4 separate regions of the Zea mays genome follow, and regions 1, 3 and 4 are each linked to region 2. The links are chromatin contacts, called in public Hi-C maps. All regions are on one chromosome and are shown on one strand. Each heading gives the region's core, a stretch centred on a gene start, on an enhancer-like site or on the middle of the called end of the contact. The rest is flanking DNA. Distances are from core to core; before and after follow the strand shown.

Evidence for each region. A called contact is a pair of places that touch in the nucleus more often than the background predicts.
Region 1: a contact with region 2 is called in a Hi-C map of tassel, with 2.4 times the contacts expected there. The contact joins the promoter of LOC100283672 here to the promoter of LOC542166 in region 2. A contact is called at or near these places in 6 of 25 Hi-C or Micro-C datasets (bundle sheath, ear, endosperm and 3 more).
Region 3: a Hi-C map of tassel shows a contact between it and region 2, with 2.6 times the contacts expected there. The contact joins the promoter of LOC100283381 here to the promoter of LOC542166 in region 2. A contact is called at or near these places in 3 of 25 Hi-C or Micro-C datasets (ear, leaf and tassel).
Region 4: a contact with region 2 is called in a Hi-C map of leaf mesophyll, with 5 times the contacts expected there. The contact joins the promoter of LOC103626702 here to the promoter of LOC542166 in region 2. A contact is called at or near these places in 7 of 25 Hi-C or Micro-C datasets (bundle sheath, ear, endosperm and 4 more).

Annotation. Positions count from the first base shown.
Region 1 is chr5:91,538,418-91,543,404 of Zm-B73-REFERENCE-NAM-5.0, forward strand. It overlaps LOC100283672 (calmodulin binding protein), which reads right to left and starts at 1,928. Exons shown (of 9, transcript NM_001156573.3): 1 at 1,831-1,928; 2 at 1,600-1,716. The coding sequence starts at 1,691.
Region 2 is chr5:91,223,376-91,228,199 of Zm-B73-REFERENCE-NAM-5.0, forward strand. It overlaps LOC542166 (4-coumarate--CoA ligase 1), which reads right to left and starts at 1,768. Exons shown (of 6, transcript NM_001111788.2): 1 at 957-1,768; 2 at 183-536; 3 at 1-86. The coding sequence starts at 1,637.
Region 3 is chr5:90,725,696-90,730,017 of Zm-B73-REFERENCE-NAM-5.0, forward strand. LOC100283381 reads right to left here and starts at 2,149. Exons shown (of 3, transcript NM_001156282.2): 1 at 1,882-2,149; 2 at 214-1,345. The coding sequence starts at 1,305.
Region 4 is chr5:91,729,470-91,734,214 of Zm-B73-REFERENCE-NAM-5.0, forward strand. It overlaps LOC103626702 (zinc finger protein CONSTANS-LIKE 3), which reads left to right and starts at 2,617. Exons shown (of 3, transcript XM_008647090.2): 1 at 2,617-3,478; 2 at 3,571-3,708; 3 at 3,845-4,550. The coding sequence starts at 2,867. The coding sequence ends at 4,216.

The DNA of each region.
Region 1 (4,987 bases), core at 678-3,177, 320 kb after region 2:
GATAGGTCATTATTTTGTTATTAATACGTTAAAATAAAACGCCAAACAAGCAAGAGAGCCAATTCTGTCAGCAACACAAAATCTTTATACATACAAGTGCAGCAACTATGGAAGGAAGATTGGATGTGCGTGAAGGAATCACTACTTAAAACGGTGGCCAACAATGATCAGTAACGCCTGTGAGCTGTGTTTTCCTTCTGAGGGGACATGGAACGTGCCTGTAGCATTTTCATGTTATGATTCATTGGTGTTGGAGCTGTTTTTGGCGTTTTATAATAGTTCAGAGGTGTTTTGAACGTTTCAGGATTGGGCATGCCGCGTATTAAGCCCTTTGTGCTAAGGTGTGTTGGTATTTTTCTTGTTTAGTTGCTAGCTGCGTAGTTGTACCTCTTAAACTTGATGTAACATTGTTGATGTGAAGTAATGAAATTCGGTTCTTTGTGCTATCAGAAGAAAATGTGCAACAACTATATTTTCTTAATCTGATTGTGTGGCAATCTGAATTCGAACTCAAATCCAAACAACAAAGGTATTCACTAAACCTATTAGTAGGTGATTCAGCAAGTCTCAAAAACATGAGAACGGTACATGTTCATAACGTGCATTTGCAAAGAGAATACAGGTATATCGTATATGCAACTGAATTATAACACTGGTTATTAGATTGATAACTCTATTCCTACTTACGGCTTTACAATAATTCATGTGTCCCTGAATCAATCTAGACTCATATCCATCAACACTGTATGTTTGCATAGGCTACCATGCTCTAATTTCACTTGAGATCTTTAGATACTCCTAGAAACGTAGACCAAACTTGGAGAAATTAAGTGACTTTAAACAGGTACCCAAATCTGTATTGAAAAGGAATTGTCGAATTGAACTTGAGTGGGCTGAGCATGCAGCCACTGAACTACACCCTTAACGAACCAAGCTGGGCTCGATTCCTTTGCTTATCTGGTAACACACATTCGACAGCGGTTACTTCAACTTTGAAATAAACAGGGGCATTACCTGATTTACCGAAACCCCAACGGCCAAAGCATTATTACTCGTGTCCAACTAACGGAACATTAGGTCGATGTTAACGGTACAAATACTTTCCATTTTGGACAAGGTGGCACTATGAATATTCCATGCTAGGGTACATGCTTTCATGAGTTGAGACTGTTACATAAAAAAACTAACACCAAGATCAATATTTCTTCCAAATTCTACGGTCCAGCCAACCAGTTTGCCATCATTCCAGCCAATTCTCCAACAACCTACACCAAACCCTAGCTTAAACGTTGATGTTAGCACAGACCAGTCACCGGTAGCTACTGAAGATGATATCAGCTCGAGTTCAGCTCACCCAAGACAAAGGAAACACGAAAAAAAACAAACGGGACCATTTCCACAGGTACTCACTACCACAACAGATAAGCTGAAACGTAATCCAGGCCCAAATTTCCGAATAGTATATAATACTGAAGTCACAAAGCTCCCAATAGCGTTCGGCGTTTTCCCCATTCGTGCAACTAATTCCACAGCTTGTCAAACAGAAAGCACATCACGAAGCTAAACACGCACAAAAGCGGAACCCCGAGAATTCCTCACCTGGCCAGTGCCGGAGGCCGCGACCTCTTGGCATCAGGACGTCCGTCGCCGGCGCCCCCGCCGGCGTCCTCGAGCCCACGCTTCTCCTTCATCGCTGGCACGAAGGCCCGGGCGAATCTGCACCGAATCCAATGAAACTCGCGTCAGATTCCGCCCCTCTAGGCCTCTACAATTCGGCGCGTGCGAAGAAGTAGTTGAGACGGGGGGTGGGAGACTGGAGAGGTCGCTCACCTGGTTCGGACGCCGGAATCGGAGACGGGACGAGGCCACGAGGGCCAGCCCAGATCGCGGACAAAAGGGAAGGGAAGCGACCGACCGCGCACACAGTTCGATGTGTGGTAGGGGAAATGAACCTATATACTATAGTATACATTACTGCCCGACACTTCGCACCCGGCCATCGACTCGTCCATCGCAAATCGATCACTGGCATTGGGCCCGGACATGGATTTTTACGCAGGTCCCACCCGACGTATATACGGTGTGTGAACGGGTATAGTGGCGGCGCGGGGCGAAACGAAAAAGCGGAAGCAGCACATTGCGGGCCCCCACAGTGACAGTGACGTCGTTATCTGGTTGGCTGACGTGGTCTCGGCGCACGCAAATATCGCAAGGGCAGGATAGCGCGGCGGAGCGGGCGCCCGGCGCCGCGACCGGTCCACGAACGGCGTGATCTTCTGGCGGGGGCAGGAGGAAAGGAGACAACGATTACCGCCATATGGAGCAGGCTGAAGAGCATAATAAACACGTGAATAGGGCCGGCCGTTTTTTAGAATTTGAACAGGGCACTCTATCCAAGAACATTTGAGAGAAGATTAATAATTATAATCTTTCTTAAGGCACATTATCCAAGACAGATAAAATAGAACGTTTGGATCTATATCACATAAAATTCGTCTGATCACCAGAATCTATAGTTAACAAACTCGGTCTAAAACCTTCTTTGGAATGCAGGAATTTCTGAGAAAACATACAGAAATTTTATAAGAATCATTTTATTTTCACAGTAAAAACACTGAAAACCGGAGAAACCCCGCATCCCAAATGGGGCCTAAGCTTGTGAGTGAAAATGAGAAAATAACAAGTTCTTTTTCTAAATTGACGCTTCATGTTTCATTATAGGGAAATGGTCATATTGTTGTTCGTGCTAGGAATCTATTTTTCACTGATAGAGTGATCTGGGAAAGGTATCTAATTGCATCAAGTCAAAATATATATCTATGAATATTGATCATTATTGGTTGTGTCTTGGAAAAAATATGCCATATGTACATGTTCGTATCTGTTGGTGTATCAGCCATATGTTGAGACATCTGGGAAGCAAGGAATAGAATGTGTTTTGAAAATGTATTGATTAATTCACCTAATGATATTATTTGACCCGCTTGTTCATTGATCACTTACTGGACAGGATTAAGCAAGAAAGAGCTTCAGGATTTGCTTCAAGAGGGAGCTAGGTTGTTGGTTCATGTTGCAAATGCAAAAGTGGATAATCTGATTGAAGGTGTTGTCAACACTGATGATGATGATGGTAATCCAACACAGGACGAGTGATTCAATGGCGGCACCATTTTCGGTAGGCTACATGTATCGATTGGATAGATGTTACTCGGCGCACTTTGTCATGGTGTTGAATGAGTTTTAGTTCAAACTTTGTGTCTGATGATTGGTTCTCCAACTTAAACTTTGTATGTGATTGGGAAGGTCCATGTTCTGGTGGGTAAACCTGAATCAGGTGAATGCCACTGGGAAAAATGTTATCCTCGTCTAGTTTCTATGATTTGCCATAAGTCTCTGATGTATCTGTCTATGTTGGCGGGTACATCCAAAACTTAGTTGTATTTCCTGTTATGAATATAATAGAAATGGGGAGGTCCTCTTTTAAAAATGAAAGGGAAATGTTTATTGTTATTCTAAAAAAAATTCTCACAAAGATAATACGCTTATACACACATGTATTGTATGCCACCTAGATAAATGAGGTAATTATTATTTTGATTAAGAAATAGAATGATTTCCTAGCATTGTACTATGTTTTTGTATAGCTAAAAATACCATCTTCTTGCATTTAGAGATATAATCCTATAATATCGAGTGCAATTTTATGATATTGAGATATGTAAGTGGTTTTCTTCGTAATAGAGAATATCATATGTAAAAATCTGTGATGGAGTTGGAAAATTCGTTTCTAGATAAAAAGGCTATCATAGTTAAAAATCTATGTAAAAATCTTGGACATTTACAACTCTATCATAGATAATGTCTTGGTCGTTTACAACTCTGTTAGAGATAGACTACAGTCAAACCAAGATTGATTTCTAACAAACTATGTTACTCCTTCTAACACTTCCCCTCGGTCAGAATTACCCATGCCGAGGTTGTACTAAAATTTTCTTAATCTTCTTACTTGTAACACTTTGTAAAGCTAGCAGCTATCTGGTCTCTTGATGAAACTATCTTGATTTGTAACAACTTGTTGGCTACTCTCTTGCACAAAATGATAGTCAATCTCAATGTGCTTAGTATGAGAGTGAAAATTCAGATTGTATGACATGTAGGTCACACCTAAGTTGTCATACCACAAACTCGATACTTCATGTTGAACTATTCCACGTTCCTTTATAATTGTTTCTACCCTAATTACTTCTATGGCAACATTTGCTAACTATTTGCACCCCACCTTAGTGCTAGATCAAAACATTGTCAACTACTTCTTAGCACTCTTGGAAACTAGATTCTCGACAAGACAATAGATGGCAAAACCTCATATTGACCTTCTATCATCAATACAACTAGCTCAATCTACATCAAAAAATGTTCTTACAAACATGATTTTTACACCAATAGTTCCTTATATATATATATACTCTTTTAGCAGTGACCATGTGTTTAGTTGTTGGCACATGTAGGTATTAGCAAACCTTGATCACCAAAAATGTAAGATATATATGGGCATGTTTGGTTCCCTACATAAATTGCCACACTTTGCCTAACTTTTCTGCCTAAGGTTAGTTATTCAATTCGGACGACTAACCTTAGGCAAAGTGTGGCAGATTTAACCGCGAACCAAACAGGCTTGTAAGGGTTAGATATTATAGTGCACCTACAACATTTATATATCTTGTTGCTTCTTATTATCAAGAGGAATACCACTGTATGCTTAAAATTTCTTAGAGACAGAAAGTGGAGTGCTCATTGATTTACAATTTTCTATGTCTCCTTTCTATATGATTCTTGTAGAATACTTTCTCTGATTTAATAGAATTCCTTCATTAATTTGTTCTACCTTTATTCCTAGAAAATAATGCGACACTCCTAGATCCTTGAGATCAAACTCAGCTTGCAAGTCTGCTAACTTTGCTTTCATGACATCATTAGACGAGCTAGC
Region 2 (4,824 bases), core at 518-3,017:
CACGACCCGGACTTGACCGGGTACGGCTCCTTGGCGAAGGCCAGGCACATCGCCAGCACGGGGCCTGCCTCCGTCATCCCGTACCCCTGTTGCATTGCATTGCATTGGTCGGAATGGGAACGGAATGGAACGCGTGTCATCAGGAAAACCGAAAAAGCTTCGGACGACGACGACGGACGTACCTGCCCGAGCACGGCATTGGGAATCTTGGCCATGAAGGCGTCCTGGAGCTCCTTGCCCATGGGCGCGGCGCCGGACATGACCATGCGGATGGACGCGAGGTCGCCGGCGGTCACGCGGGGGCTCTTGGCGATCTCCACCACGATGGGCGGCACGAAGGGCGCGATGGTGATCACGTACCTGCGCACCAGGTCCACCAGCGCGCCCAGGTCGAACTTGCGCATGATCACGATGGTGGAGCCCGCGCGCAGGCCGGCCAGCAGCACCGAGTTCAGCGAGTAGATGTGGAACAGCGGCAGCAGGCACAGCACCACGTCGTCCTTGCGGAAGTACAGGTTCGGGTTCTCGCCATCAACCTTCATATTCATCAGCAGCCAGACACTCCCACAGTTTCAGCATGTATCAACACACAGTTCGAATGCGAAGGACAGGCATCGTCTCGGCACGAATCTCGAAGCGGCTGTCCGGTTGACTACTACTACTTGTTCGGTGGAGACAGTGGGTGAGGTGGACCAGCCGCATCCGAACAAATCGAGGAAGCTGCGGCCTCAGCGCACCCAGCGCCGGGTGAATGCAGTGCACGCCATTATTTATGAGCCCGCAACGCTGGAACGAATGTTCCTCGGCAAAGGTGGGGCCAACCAGCTTGTCCCCACATGGAGAGGGATCGGGGATGGGGATGTGATGTCACCGTGGCCACGGCGGCGGCGACGGCGACGGCGACCAAGGCGGCAGCGATAGCGAGAGGAAGGAGTAGCACCGGCCACGGTACGTACCTGCTGCGCGACGCTGGTGATGAGGCTGCGGTGGGTGAGCATGACGCCCTTGGGCAGCCCGGTGGTGCCGGAGGAGTAGGGCAGCGCGACGACGTCGTCGGGGTGGATGTCGGCGTCGGCCTCCAGCTCCTCGGCCGCGATCAGCTCGGCGAACTCCACGCAGCCGTCGAAGCGCCCGTCGACGGTGACCACGGGGATGCCCCGCTCCGCCGCGAACTCCCGCACCTTCTCCACGGCGCAGGCCTCGGTCACGATGAGCCGGGCGCCGGCCGCCTCCGCCTGGCGGTGCACCTCGTGCGGGGTGTAGAACGGGTTGGCCGTGGTGGTGGCGGCGCCCAGGCGGGCGGCGCCCAGGAAGGTGAAGGCGAACTCGGGGCAGTTGCGGAGCAGGCTCATCACCACGTCGCCCTTGCCCACCCCCATGGCGCGCAGCCCCGACGCGGCGCGCCGGGACAGGGACTCCACCTCCGCGTACGTGTACGACGCGCCCGTCAGCCCGTCGACCAGGCACGCCCGCTCCGCCACCTCACCCATCTTCCCGAAGCAGTAGGTGTGCAGCGCCATGCTGCTGTCGATCTCGATGTCGGGGAGCTTGGACCGGAACACCACCGCCTTCTCCTCCACCGCCTTCTCCTCCGCCGCCGGCACCGGCACCGCGATCGCCGCGTCTACGGAACCCATCTCAGACCTTTGCTCGCTGCCGGATGGACTGGCTTGTCGGATGTCGGGCAGGTAACGTTGCGCTGGGCAGCTGGTTGGATGGTAGTATAGGAAGGAAGGAAGGAGACGATGGCTGGTGCGGTGCGACCTCGCCGGGGCTCTGATCTCCTGGAGGGCAGAGGACCGGCTGGTGCCGAGTTATATACGAGCAGGGGAGGACAGGGAGTTGGGGAGTTGGTGAGTGGGGCCTCGAGGTGATGACTGATGGGGCCCGGCTGGAAGTGGCCAAGAGGGGGAGGTGGGGTAGGAGAGCTATGGTACGGGGTTGGTGAGAGAGGGAGGGAGAGAGAGGCTGGGCTGGGGCTGTTGTTCGTTGACTGGGACGGGGGCGCCACGTCAACGTCGTTTACCAACCCCAATATCAGCGGCTGTGTGGTGGCACGTCTTCCATTCCTCCTCCCCATCGAGCTGAGCTGAGCACTGATCAGAGCTGCCAGCCTGCCATCCCGCTGCCTGCGTTTCCGTGGCTGCGGTTGGTGACAGTGAGTGTCTGAATGTGTCCAGGACAACGGTTGTGGAACTGGAGACTATTAGGTGTTGTTTAGTTCATATGTTGCTAAGGAAATGGTAATGAAAGCTCTTAACGGCAATAGTAGTTACTAATTATAATTGGATTAGATAGTAGTACCTAATACTATTATAAAGAGCTCAACCAAACAAAATATTGATATCCATTACCTCATGTAAACGGTTTGTGTTCCATTTCAACGAATCAAATGCCACCTTAGCATTCTGCATTTCTAGAGCCTAATGTAACATATGCAAATGATGTTTGGTTTCTAGGGACTAACTTTTAGTCCATCCTTTTTATCCTGAAATTGTTAAACACGTGAACTAAAATAAAGATAATTCCTCTTTTAGTCACTGTGTTTGATAATTTAGGGGCTAAAAATTAGTCTCTAGAAACCAAACACCCCGAAGCTTTGTCTTTCCATAGGGTTTGACTAGTAGTACTATATCGGTTCATTTGCACATTGTCAATTCCCTGTTTAGGCCTTGTTCGGTTAGGGGTGAATTGAGGGAATTGGAGGGGATTAAAATCCCTTTTGAATAGGGAGGGATTTAATCCCCTCCAATACGCCCGCAATCGAACATGTCTTTATCTCCGGCAGATCCCTTATCCAATCATCTATCTCATTCATTATTTCAAGCTCCACTCTACAAACAGTATCATCTATAGTTTTGTGTCACCTACTGAAGACAATCTTAGGTGATGTACTGTCCTTCCGGCGTACTGGTGTGGTGTACCTCCACCCAATTCCCCATCAACACATTTTAAGTTCCATGGGAAGCAAAATGATGTAATTTGTACACACAACCAGACCACATGATGCTGTTATCACAGATTCCAGGGCCCTATCTAATAATTAAGGATTCAAATGAGATAGCTAATTAACTATTAGCAAGTGGATGTGTTAAAAATTAGTTCGTCAACGGTGGAGAGGTGCTAATAAGAGCTAATTGTTCATATACACCTCTAACAAACTATACAGCTACTCACTCCATTCGTTATTGGATTTTAAACTAAGCAACGCCAAATAAAAAACCCTAAACCTACCTGCTAACAGATGGATTTAAAATATACCTTATTAAAAATTAGCTAGTCATAATTAATACCTACGGTCAATTGGCTTCCTAACTACTCTCCGTTCTTAAATATATAGACGTTGTTGATTATTTATGAAACCTTTGATCACTCGTCTTATTTGAAATATTTATTCTAAAATATAAAATTTTAAGTCGTGCTCAAACAAATTTAAGTGACAAAATAAATAATAATTCACATTTTTTCTAATAGATAAATAGTCAAAATTTCTAAAAAAAAGTCAATATCATCATATATTTAAGAACGGAGGTAGTATTAGCACTCGTGAATCCAACAAAAGGTGAACGTGTGCACTTGAGGGACGTAAGTTCAGGTGGAGCTGCTGTAACTTCTTGATGATGCCTTCGATAGCCTACACGGCGGAAGTAGAGATGCTCAAACCAACCCTAGGTCCAGATGCTTTAGCACTACTATATATTAATATATACTCTACTTGTCCTAATTTATATTTTTTTGACTTTTTTACCAAATTTAATCGGCTCATTTTGTTCAATTTTTTTTAAAAAAATTAAAAAAACAAAGCCATGCTTAATATTATATGCTAGATTATATCGTAGTAAAGATTAACAATAATTTTTTAAATAAGATGAGTCAGTTAAATTTGGAGTAAAAAAATTAAACAAATTATAAATTGGAGGGGAGTGTAGTACTATATTATTCCTAAAGTTATAGACCCCTTTGGTTGCGGAATCGGAGCACGTCTTTGGACAAGGAAAAGACTGGGCTTGGGCGTAGAACTTAAAAGCTACTTGGTTGCGGAAGATGTGTTATTCTCAACTGCTATAAAACTACTATAAAGTATAAGTTTTACTGATTTCTCGTCTATTTTGCCAAAGACTATATTTCTTCCAAATTTAACCTCAAACATCAATTCCAATGTCCATGCCCACCATTTTGCCACGGTTATGCAAAAAACAGATAAAATTATATACAAGTAGGTTTCGAACCTTGGTTGTTAGCTTTATATTCGCACCTAGCAAACTAATATAATATTTTTTTATGTTTTATTAAAACAAATTCGATATATTCACACCTAGCACGGGCTTTTGACTGAAAAAGGAAAGAAATAAACGGCCCGGTCGTCAATGCTAGGGAAGCGGCGAGTCAAACGAAATCTGGCCCCTTGTGCGGCTCAGACCGGCCCAGCGGGAGCGGGTTCACCTACCACAGACCGTCGCGGGCACGCACACAACCGTAGAGCTGCGATGCGACTGCGAAGCGTTCCGTTCCGTCCCGGTCGGCTCGGTTGGTGGGACTGGGAGCCCGGCTGGGAGTGACGCCACGCTGACGCGACGGCACACCCAGATCGCTTCGTTGCCCCGGCGCCGGCGGTGACCGTTGCTGGCTTGGTGGGTCGGTGAGTGACTCCGTGTCCCTCTCGCTGCAGGTGGGACCTCGCGCTCGAGTGGGCTAACCATATTATGAAAAAGGTTGCCGCCGGGAGGTAAAAAAGCTAGTGCCGGTGTTGGTGGAAAGCTGGTCCAGGTCGTCCAACCCGAACCGTCCAAGTCCAACAAAGCTGTGCGTGCGCGTACGTCGCTC
Region 3 (4,322 bases), core at 899-3,398, 500 kb before region 2:
TTAATGAAATGATACGGAGCACTTCTGCGTCTTTAGAAAAAAAAATCCTACACACCGACTTCGGTGGGATATATGTTTGCTACAAGAACATTTTGAGATGAAAATACCTAATGATTCAATTATATAAATTAGTTAGATACAAAAGTTTGAAATAAATAGCAATAGATACTTGTTTAGTCGTCTACATATTAGTGTATAGCACAATAACCTTACCTTGTCAACATGTTCTAGAGTGACGGCTTCAGGAATTATTGCTGTTCTTAGCTTCACCTTCACAAACCCACTACTTCCTTTCACTGCAAAACACTCTCCTGGCTGCCCAAAACTTGGCTCCAGCATCTTTTGGGCTGTTGTGTGCACATTGCTGCGACCAGGTAAATAGTTCTTGCCATTCATGAAAGGCTCTGAGTGACTTACCACTTTAGCACCACCAGATCCCAATGCATAATCCACCATACCAAGGCCATCTGCGGAATGCCTTGCTATCTCCATCTCAACCACATCTTTGGCATATAGCCTTATATCATCCAAGCTTATTTCATCATCTGTACCACCGAATCCCTTCTTTTTCTTCAACTGGCTCAAAATCTCCTCAAACTCATTTTTAGAAAGAAATCCCATGTCACTAAGCTCAGCCAGTGACTTGTCCAACTTGTCAGTTTTGTCTTCCAAAATCTTCATCTTTTTCTCTATCTTATTACCCTTATCCTCAAATTGCTTAGCAATGACCCCTTTTGCTTTGTCAATCTCATTTTCTAGCTTTTTATCCAAAACATCCAACTGTAGCTGAAGCATCTTGGCTGTCTTCTTGAACCCTTCCACCCTGGATAGCCTGTTCTCCATATCCAGTGTTGTAAATGATAATTCACCACTTTGCCATCTCCAGAACACCTGCCCCATCCAAGCAGTAGCTGAAATAAGAAGACACAGCTTCACCAGCACACTTAAGGCAGTTACCCAGTTGGCGTTTTCTTGTTTAGTAGGGCTTTTCTTTTGGCGTACAGCAGCTGCTGAAGCAACCACATTTGTAGTGTTTTTGTTTTGGCGTTCAGCAGTTGCTGAAGCAACCACATCTTTTCTTCCTTCAGAAGAATAATTTGACTTTTGAAGAACTGATTCTCCTCGGATAGTATGACTCAGATCATTGCTAGGAATTTTTTGAAGAATCGAAGGCAATGCTTTTCTTTTTGTAATACCAGCTGTTCGCTGCCTAGCATCTTGGCTAGAATGTGAATCCGAACTTACTGCATGGTTTCCATTTGTATTCGCAGTACGAATTGCAGCAGTAGAAGCAGACATTGTCATCAGCTATAAAGTAGATCGTATTCTATAAATAATGATGCTCCTGTAATTCAAGGTAGCAGGAATTTAGTAAAGTTCAACAGAGAAAATAAGTGGATAATCTATGCATCTAAACATGAAATATATATAGAGCAGTTTGGTATTGATATCATATATGGCAAGTAAAGGTTTCTACATTTTGTTTGAGAACTCCACTAATTTATGGATAATTGATAATACATGGGCAGACCCAGTAAAATACATGGGTGTTGTACACCCAATATTTTTTTGCAAAGCAATCTAAGTTAGCAGGCATAATACATACATATAAACTTATAATCAGATTCAGATATGCTTACGAATAGGATGTTAGGGTTTGGGCGCACGGTTTTACCTACGAATTACGTTAAGGTTTGAGAAGACAACGCAGACTAGGGTTGCAGCATACAGCTACAAGCTGGGTATGTAATGAAACTTTTAGAGGCGAAGGCCGGCCTGAGGCTGGAGCAGAGTCAAGCAGACGGAGAGGGACCGAGAGGGACGAGCTGTTGGCGTGGTAAGGAGAGAGAGGATCGTGGCGCTGTGCGGACGGAGATCCACCTGTGGAGCTGCGTTCCGGACGCACCGGAGCCGGTCGCGGAGACACCGGGGCTGCAGAGGGCGGATGCCGCGCCGAGGTGGTCACGAGGACGCTGGGGCGCTGGGCCCCAGGTGGTGCTCAACCGAGCGCGGTCTCGTTACGGGCTGCGACGCTGCGAGCGGAGGGAAGAGATCGGCCGCGGGCAAGAGGCGGCGGGCGGGGGAGCGACCTCGGCCGCGGAGGAGAGGAAGCGGCCGCCGCCCTCAGTGCTATGCGGATGGATCGGGATTCGGGAAGTGGAAGAACCGACAAAGGGGAGAAAAGAAATAAAAAATAAAAGAGTATAGGATGCAAGATGGACCACATGTCAAGTGGCTCTAATGTGTCCCATTTGATACGGTTACCTATCTCTTCTCTCTCCTCTCTTCTGTGTCTCCACTTTTTATCTTTACATTATTAAAGCACCAGTTTCATATCTCACGTCAATATTTTTCAAAAAAACATATATTTCTTTAGAATCAACTCGATCTATCTCTATCTCTATTATATTAAAGCACCAGTTTCAACGGTCGTCCCGTATCAATATTTTTCAAAAAAAAACTCTACATTTCTTTAGAATCAACCCACACTCCTAATATCTCTTCTCTACTACTATAATAGGGCAGCTTATGTAAAAAAATAAGATGAAATTATGTATAATTAAGTGTTTGAACCTTGGTTGTTGGCTCCACATTCACACCCACCAAATCAATAGAAAACATATATTTTGTGATTTCTTAAAACAAAATTTATCCTGTGTTATATATAAAAACCGTAGCAATGCACGGATATATGACTAGTATATTTAAACAATTGGTATAGGTTTGTGTGTTGTTACAGTACACAATCATATTTTATGAGTAACTATTCAATATTCAATCCATTATACATTAGAGTTCATGAATTCATACTTGACGGGTCGCGATAGTGGTGCTACTCGTTGTGCTCGCGCTCTAGCTCCCTCACAATCTCCTCTTCCTCAACACGGTGACACGACGCAGCTCAAGCGACTTTGGCTCCTTCGCTCCCATTTAACTTCTATGTCAATCCATTTGGTCAAACTTCCACTATACAAGAGAGCACTGAGTTCGTACTTGATGGGTTACGATAGTGGTGCCACTCATTGTGCTCACCCTCTAGCTCCCACACAATCTCCTCTTCCTCGACACAACGCCGAGTCGGTTCCTGTTCCACCTCTCCTTCTCTTGTTCTCTCCCTTAAATAAAATTGTGCAAGGATAATTCAAAAGCTATAAAATAAAAATAAACAGGCTATAGAGAAAGGAAAGCTATTAATGTTAGAACATATAAGACATAGAAACATGTAGATTTAGTACATAAATTATGTGTGGTTTCGTTAATGTTAGAACATATAAGACATAAGGAGCCTGACCCTTTTTTATATGTTGTTTGTCCCCTTTTTTATATGTGGCTTCCTGTCGTGTTGGGAGTGATTTCTCAAGGTCTATTTGTTAGGCGAGAAGCCCGAAAGAGGAACATACCTTACACCATTTTGTTCAATTTAAGAATATCATTGTTCAACACCTTACACCATCACCAAAAAGTGTGAGCATATACTCAACATTGAGTTTTGTACAAATCTAGTGAAATATAAATAAAAACAATATACTACTCACAGCACAAACAAACCAGAGTTGGGGAGAACGAGAAGTGACACTTTTTCTACATTAGGCTTGAACTATGTCATAGTTAATGCTTTTAGCCTTTGAACATCATTAGGGACCCATCGATCATTACGCTCCGCTTGCACTATTGCAATCTCCAAATCCTTAGGTGGGTGTTCTAGCACTGCCCCATAGTCCCTTTCCCTGAAAATGAACAATATTTGAACTCAGATAACAACAAAGCAGTTCTGTCTAATGTTATGATTCATGTCTGATATTATGATTCATGTCAACAAGCAATTCAGGGAGGAGTATCCGGATCTAATGATGTTAACACTCCCTGTCTTTTTTGTCACTCAAGGTGTCTAATACTACCGTGGAGCCCTACAACGTCATGCTCTTTGTTCACCAGCTCGTTAAAACACAGTTAAGTGCACGATGCTCAACAACAAGGTTCTCTATGACATCTACTTCCATATGCTTAAGTTTGCCACACCAACTTTTGGTGATCTCAGACACCTTATGTTTCCAACAATGAGTGGTGTTACGTGTTGTCTTTGTTTCACTAACCAACTAAATTGTAATCTCTAGAAGTTCGCAGTGAAGCTGATTCCCTTTCTGCATATCCACTTCTTCATGGTTGGATTCGCTCCACTGATCTCATGGGGCTCCTAGCAGTACTGTGCCCTAACTATGCAAGAGCTGACCCAATAGATCTTGAACTCCAAGAACATTCGTGGTTTGATCAAGCGTAATATGCTTGCCTACTCCATGTTGTGGCATCCTAATGGACGATGG
Region 4 (4,745 bases), core at 1,367-3,866, 510 kb after region 2:
TCACCTAGTGTCTCCCGCTCTTCTTCCATCAAGGCATGGGTTCAAACCCCACCTTCTGCACTATTTTTTAACATTTTACGTTGATTTAATCAAATGGGCCGACAGGCTAACGGGCTGGTCCGGCACAGTCAGCAGGTCGGCATGACGTGTCTGGGCCAGAGTTGTGGCCCGCGGGCGTCTGGCCCGTGCCGGGTCGCCGTTTGACCATCTATAGGCGTGCAGGTTAATTTGAAATAGCTGTGAGGGGTTATTTGTAAAAAATGACGCGGGGCGACCGTTGAAACTGGTGCTTTAAGTATGATATAGATATAGATTATACCTAGATTTAGATATACATAAAGATGTCCAAACAGGTCGCACATACCGGCCCGAGCCCGTTGAAGCACGGTCTGCTTAAGCATGGCACGGTTAGGCCCGATTAATTATCCTGGCGGGTTGGGCTGCCCGACTACTCAAATCGCTGAAGGCACGGGATGGGTCCAACCGGGGCGGGGCTGACCTGGTAAGCCTGACCCGAAAATGAACATCGTGGCGGCTCGAAGCCGCCAACGCATAAATCAAGCATAAAATTAGGTCACCATAAAAAATTGAATATATTTATAAATCATAATTGAAGAATATAACTAAATAGAATAACATATATTATAAATAATACACATTTCACAAAAAATGATAGACTTTAAATAAAAAATAGAACTATTTTTTTAATGTTTGTCTTATTAAACGACCGAGTTCTAGCCTGTTTAGAAATGGGTCGTGCTCGAGCTAGCCGGACGGGCCAAAAACTTGGAACGAGCCCGACACGCTGCCCGTGCCGGACGAGGCCCGGGCCCGCATTGAACCGGGCCATACCGGGCTCGGATCGGGCCCAAATAGCGAGATGGGTGCTGGGCGCGCATGCCTCGACTTATTGGCTATCTATAGATATACATCAAAATAAAAAAAAACTTTTATGTAGTAGGTACAACCAAATCTAAAGAAACCTAGTTTTGTTCTAACTTTTTCTCGATAGTCCATTGCTCAACCCGCTCTCCATCCAAGTCGTTCGATTTCTTCCCCTAATGGCTAGCTACTCGTTGCTCGATCGCTCCTTCAGTCATGAGTGGAATGGTAGTGAGTGACCAAACTCGTCCACTACCAGTGTCACCTTGTCATCTCGCCACTCGTCAGTTCATCGCGTTGTCGTGATCCCACACACAGTGTCACTACTTTACATCCTAGTCCGCATCAACTGACATACATGCTATTGGTGGGATCTTGCCTTGGCACCAGGGTGCCACCACCATTTGCGCTCACTAAGTCACCAGGGTCCCACCACGTCGTTGCAATGCAACAAATGTTGTCGCTTGTCACCGCCTACCTTCGCTTGCCCTCGCTGCCCCTCATATCTTGCCCCCTCATCGTCGCCATCTCGAGGCAGACTTGCCACAGCGATGCGTCGATGCGGTCGCTTCACCCCGGAGCTCTCCCCTCGCCCCTTGTTGGGCCAACCCTTTCCCTCTGTCTCCGCTTTTCCCATAGGGTGGCTAAAAAGGTTTTCTGATATTCATATCATTTTAGAACGCTCCTAATACTATCACTTAATCTCGTTATTATTATGAAGCTATTTTTATCTAGTGATTTAGTTATCATAATTTGTTTTTTTATAGTGGCGTCCCACCTAGAATTTTGTTTCAGAGTCCCAAGTGGGTTTGATTGCCAACGCGGGCGGTGGCTAGTAGCTGACATACTGGCCGCCGGCCAAAACGACCACGTCAACAGCTCACCATAAAGCTAGACCTTGTCTCTTAGCGCCTCTCTCGAGGTTAACCGCGTGGTGATGCTGTCGTCGCGTCAGAGTTGCCGCTTTCGTACGTCGTAATATCTTCTTCTCCCCGCTCGATCTTATCGTTTACGGACTCAGACTCACGCAAATTACGTTGGTCAAGTATTTTAGCTAGGTTATCAGTTCATTAGCTCGTGTCATAAGCTTAAATAAACTACTAGGCTTAAAGTCGCGATTAAGCGGCAGGGATGCTATGATTAAACAGCGTATCCGTACAGCAATTATCCGGACCCTTGCCGTCTAAGGGCATGTACAGTGGAGAGACACCAAAACGGTTCTCCAAGTACAGGAGACAACTAAGAGACTCTATTGTACAATGGAGTGTCTATAAACGTAGTTTATTAATAAATACAGAATTAAATGTATTTGTATAGCATCAGATCGATAGAACAGACGACAAACTCGTACAGTGGGAAGTAAGGCGTCTGTTGTTACTTGGTTTACGAGCCAGAGGCGTCTCTTCACGGAGAGACGACTCTAAGATTTTTTTGCAAATAACCCCCTAAAACACCTTAAGAGCCCCCATATTAAACACCACTGTACATGCCCTAATGACCTAGTACTAATCACTGGCGGCCAAGACCAGGGATGATAGCTCGTGCGGGCCCCACGGCTCCCATGACCCGGCATCGGCACGTGGGCCCTCGCCACCCAAAAATCCACGAGATCAACATTTCTCGTGTTTTCGCTTGGCCCGCGACGGCCCACGTGTCCCCAAGCCCACGTCACCGTCGCCGCCCATGCCCCACCTACCGGTACTATCTACTCTCTCTCTCCTCCGGCCTCCGCCTTCGACAAGCGCGCCCACCCGCGCGACAGCGGGCGCGCGCGGCTGCGACTGCTGCTGCTGCTTCTTCTCCACTTCTCCTTCCTTCCCCTATAAAGCAAGGAATAGTCGCAGCTTGCCCCAGCTTCGCAAGCTTTCCTGCTAATCCCTGCCATTAGTAGCAAGCAAGCAAGAAAGCAGTGGTAGTAGGTGCCACCCACACGGTTTTCACGGCTGCCGGCTGGGAGCGACCGAGGAGATCGTCGTCACGCTCGATGGAGGCCCTGGTGGGGAGGTACTGGGGTCTGGGGGGACGGCGGTGCGGGGCGTGCGGCGGATCGCCGGCGGCGGCGCACTGCCGGACGTGCCCGGGCGGCGCGTACCTGTGCGGGGGGTGCGACGCGGGGCACGCGCGGGCGGGGCACGAGCGGGTGTGGGTCTGCGAGGTGTGCGAGTGCGCGCCGGCCGCCGTGACGTGCCGCGCCGACGCCGCCGCGCTCTGCGCCGCGTGCGACGCCGACATCCACGACGCCAACCCGCTGGCGCGCCGCCACGAGCGCGTCCCCGTGCAGCCCATCGGCGCCGCCGCTGATCCCGCCGCGGAGAAGGCGGCGCTGCTGTTCGGCCTTGCCGCGGAAGGGAAGGACGGCGGCGACGCGGCCAAGGTCGTCGTCGACGCCAGTAAGCTGGACCTCCTGTTCGCGGACGACGTGGTCGACCCGTTCCTCGCCCAAGACTTCGCCAGGTTCCCGCACGCCGACAGCGTCGTGCCGAACGATGGATCCAACTGCGGCGCCGCTGTGGACTTCGACTTTGGTGGCGGCGTCGCCGTCGCCGCCAAGCAGCCGTCCTACAGCTCCTACACGGCGGCGTCGCTGGGCCACAGCGTAAGCGTGCCTTTTTAGTGAAGTGGTTCTGTCACCGTGCTCGTGATTATTGTTTTTCTATTCCTAATCTTCCTTTGGTTTTGGTCGAGCAGGGCTCGTCGTCGGAGGTCGGCCTGGTCCCAGACGTGATGTGCGGCCGCGGTGGGAGCGTGACCGGCGGCGTCATCGAGCTCGACTTCGCGCAGTCCAAGGCGGCGTACCTGCCTTACGCTGCAACTCCTACCCACAGCGTAAGGCCATGTGCTCTGCGCTCCCAGTCCCAGCTACAGAACAGTCTGCTTTGCTTTGCGATCAAAACGCGAAGAGCACGTAAGTGCATGCATGGAGGGTGCACCGATCTGAACTTGGTTTTCTGGTAATGTCCAGCTGTCGTCTTTGGACGTGGGCGCCGTGCCGGAGCGCAGTGACGGGGTCATGGCGGGCAGGCTCGCGACGCCGACGCCGGCGACGGCCACGGAGAGCAGGGAGGCGCGGCTGATGCGTTACCGCGAGAAACGGAAAAACCGGCGGTTCGAGAAGACGATCCGCTATGCGTCCCGGAAGGCCTACGCGGAGTCGCGGCCGCGCATCAAGGGCCGCTTCGCCAAGCGCGCGGATGACAACGACGCCGACGCCGACCTCGACGAGGCTGCCGCGCCGGCTCCGCCGGCGCGGTCGCAGCCGCAGCCGCAGCCGCAGCCATCGTACCGCTACGTGCTCGACTTCGCCGCCGGCTACGGCGTCGTGCCCACATTCTGATGACGCGTGCCGTGTGAGTGTTGCCGCGCGCGTCGCGTGCCCCATGTTTTCACGGATTGGGCCGGCGCGCGTGCGAGCCATGCTGCATGCGCGCCTACGTGTTTGCTGGAGCGGCGAGCTCCTAGTTGGCGATCACATGCCGTTTTGGGCTAGCCATGGTTAAATTAGCAGGCTAGCGTGTACTGCTGCTGCGTTTGTTTGCTGGGGCGACCAGTTCTACTAATAGTACGTAGTACCGTGTAATTTTGGGTCAGGAAGAGATGCTTAGCATCTGTTTCGATTGATCGATGTAGTATTATGCTATAATTGGAAAGGCCTCTCGATCTATTTGCAAGTTGCGTGCATGTGCTTAATCCACTCCCACTTTGGAGAGTATCGAGGCTCCGTACGGCAGTCGGCAGATTTAGCCCCTAGCTGGCACGCAGTTCAACCTATGATCCTAGCGTTCGTTTGAAATGCTGGCGCACGTATCGGTTTATGTATGCGAATGGTTCGAATGCTGGCGCACGTTAGTTTTTTTTTACACGCG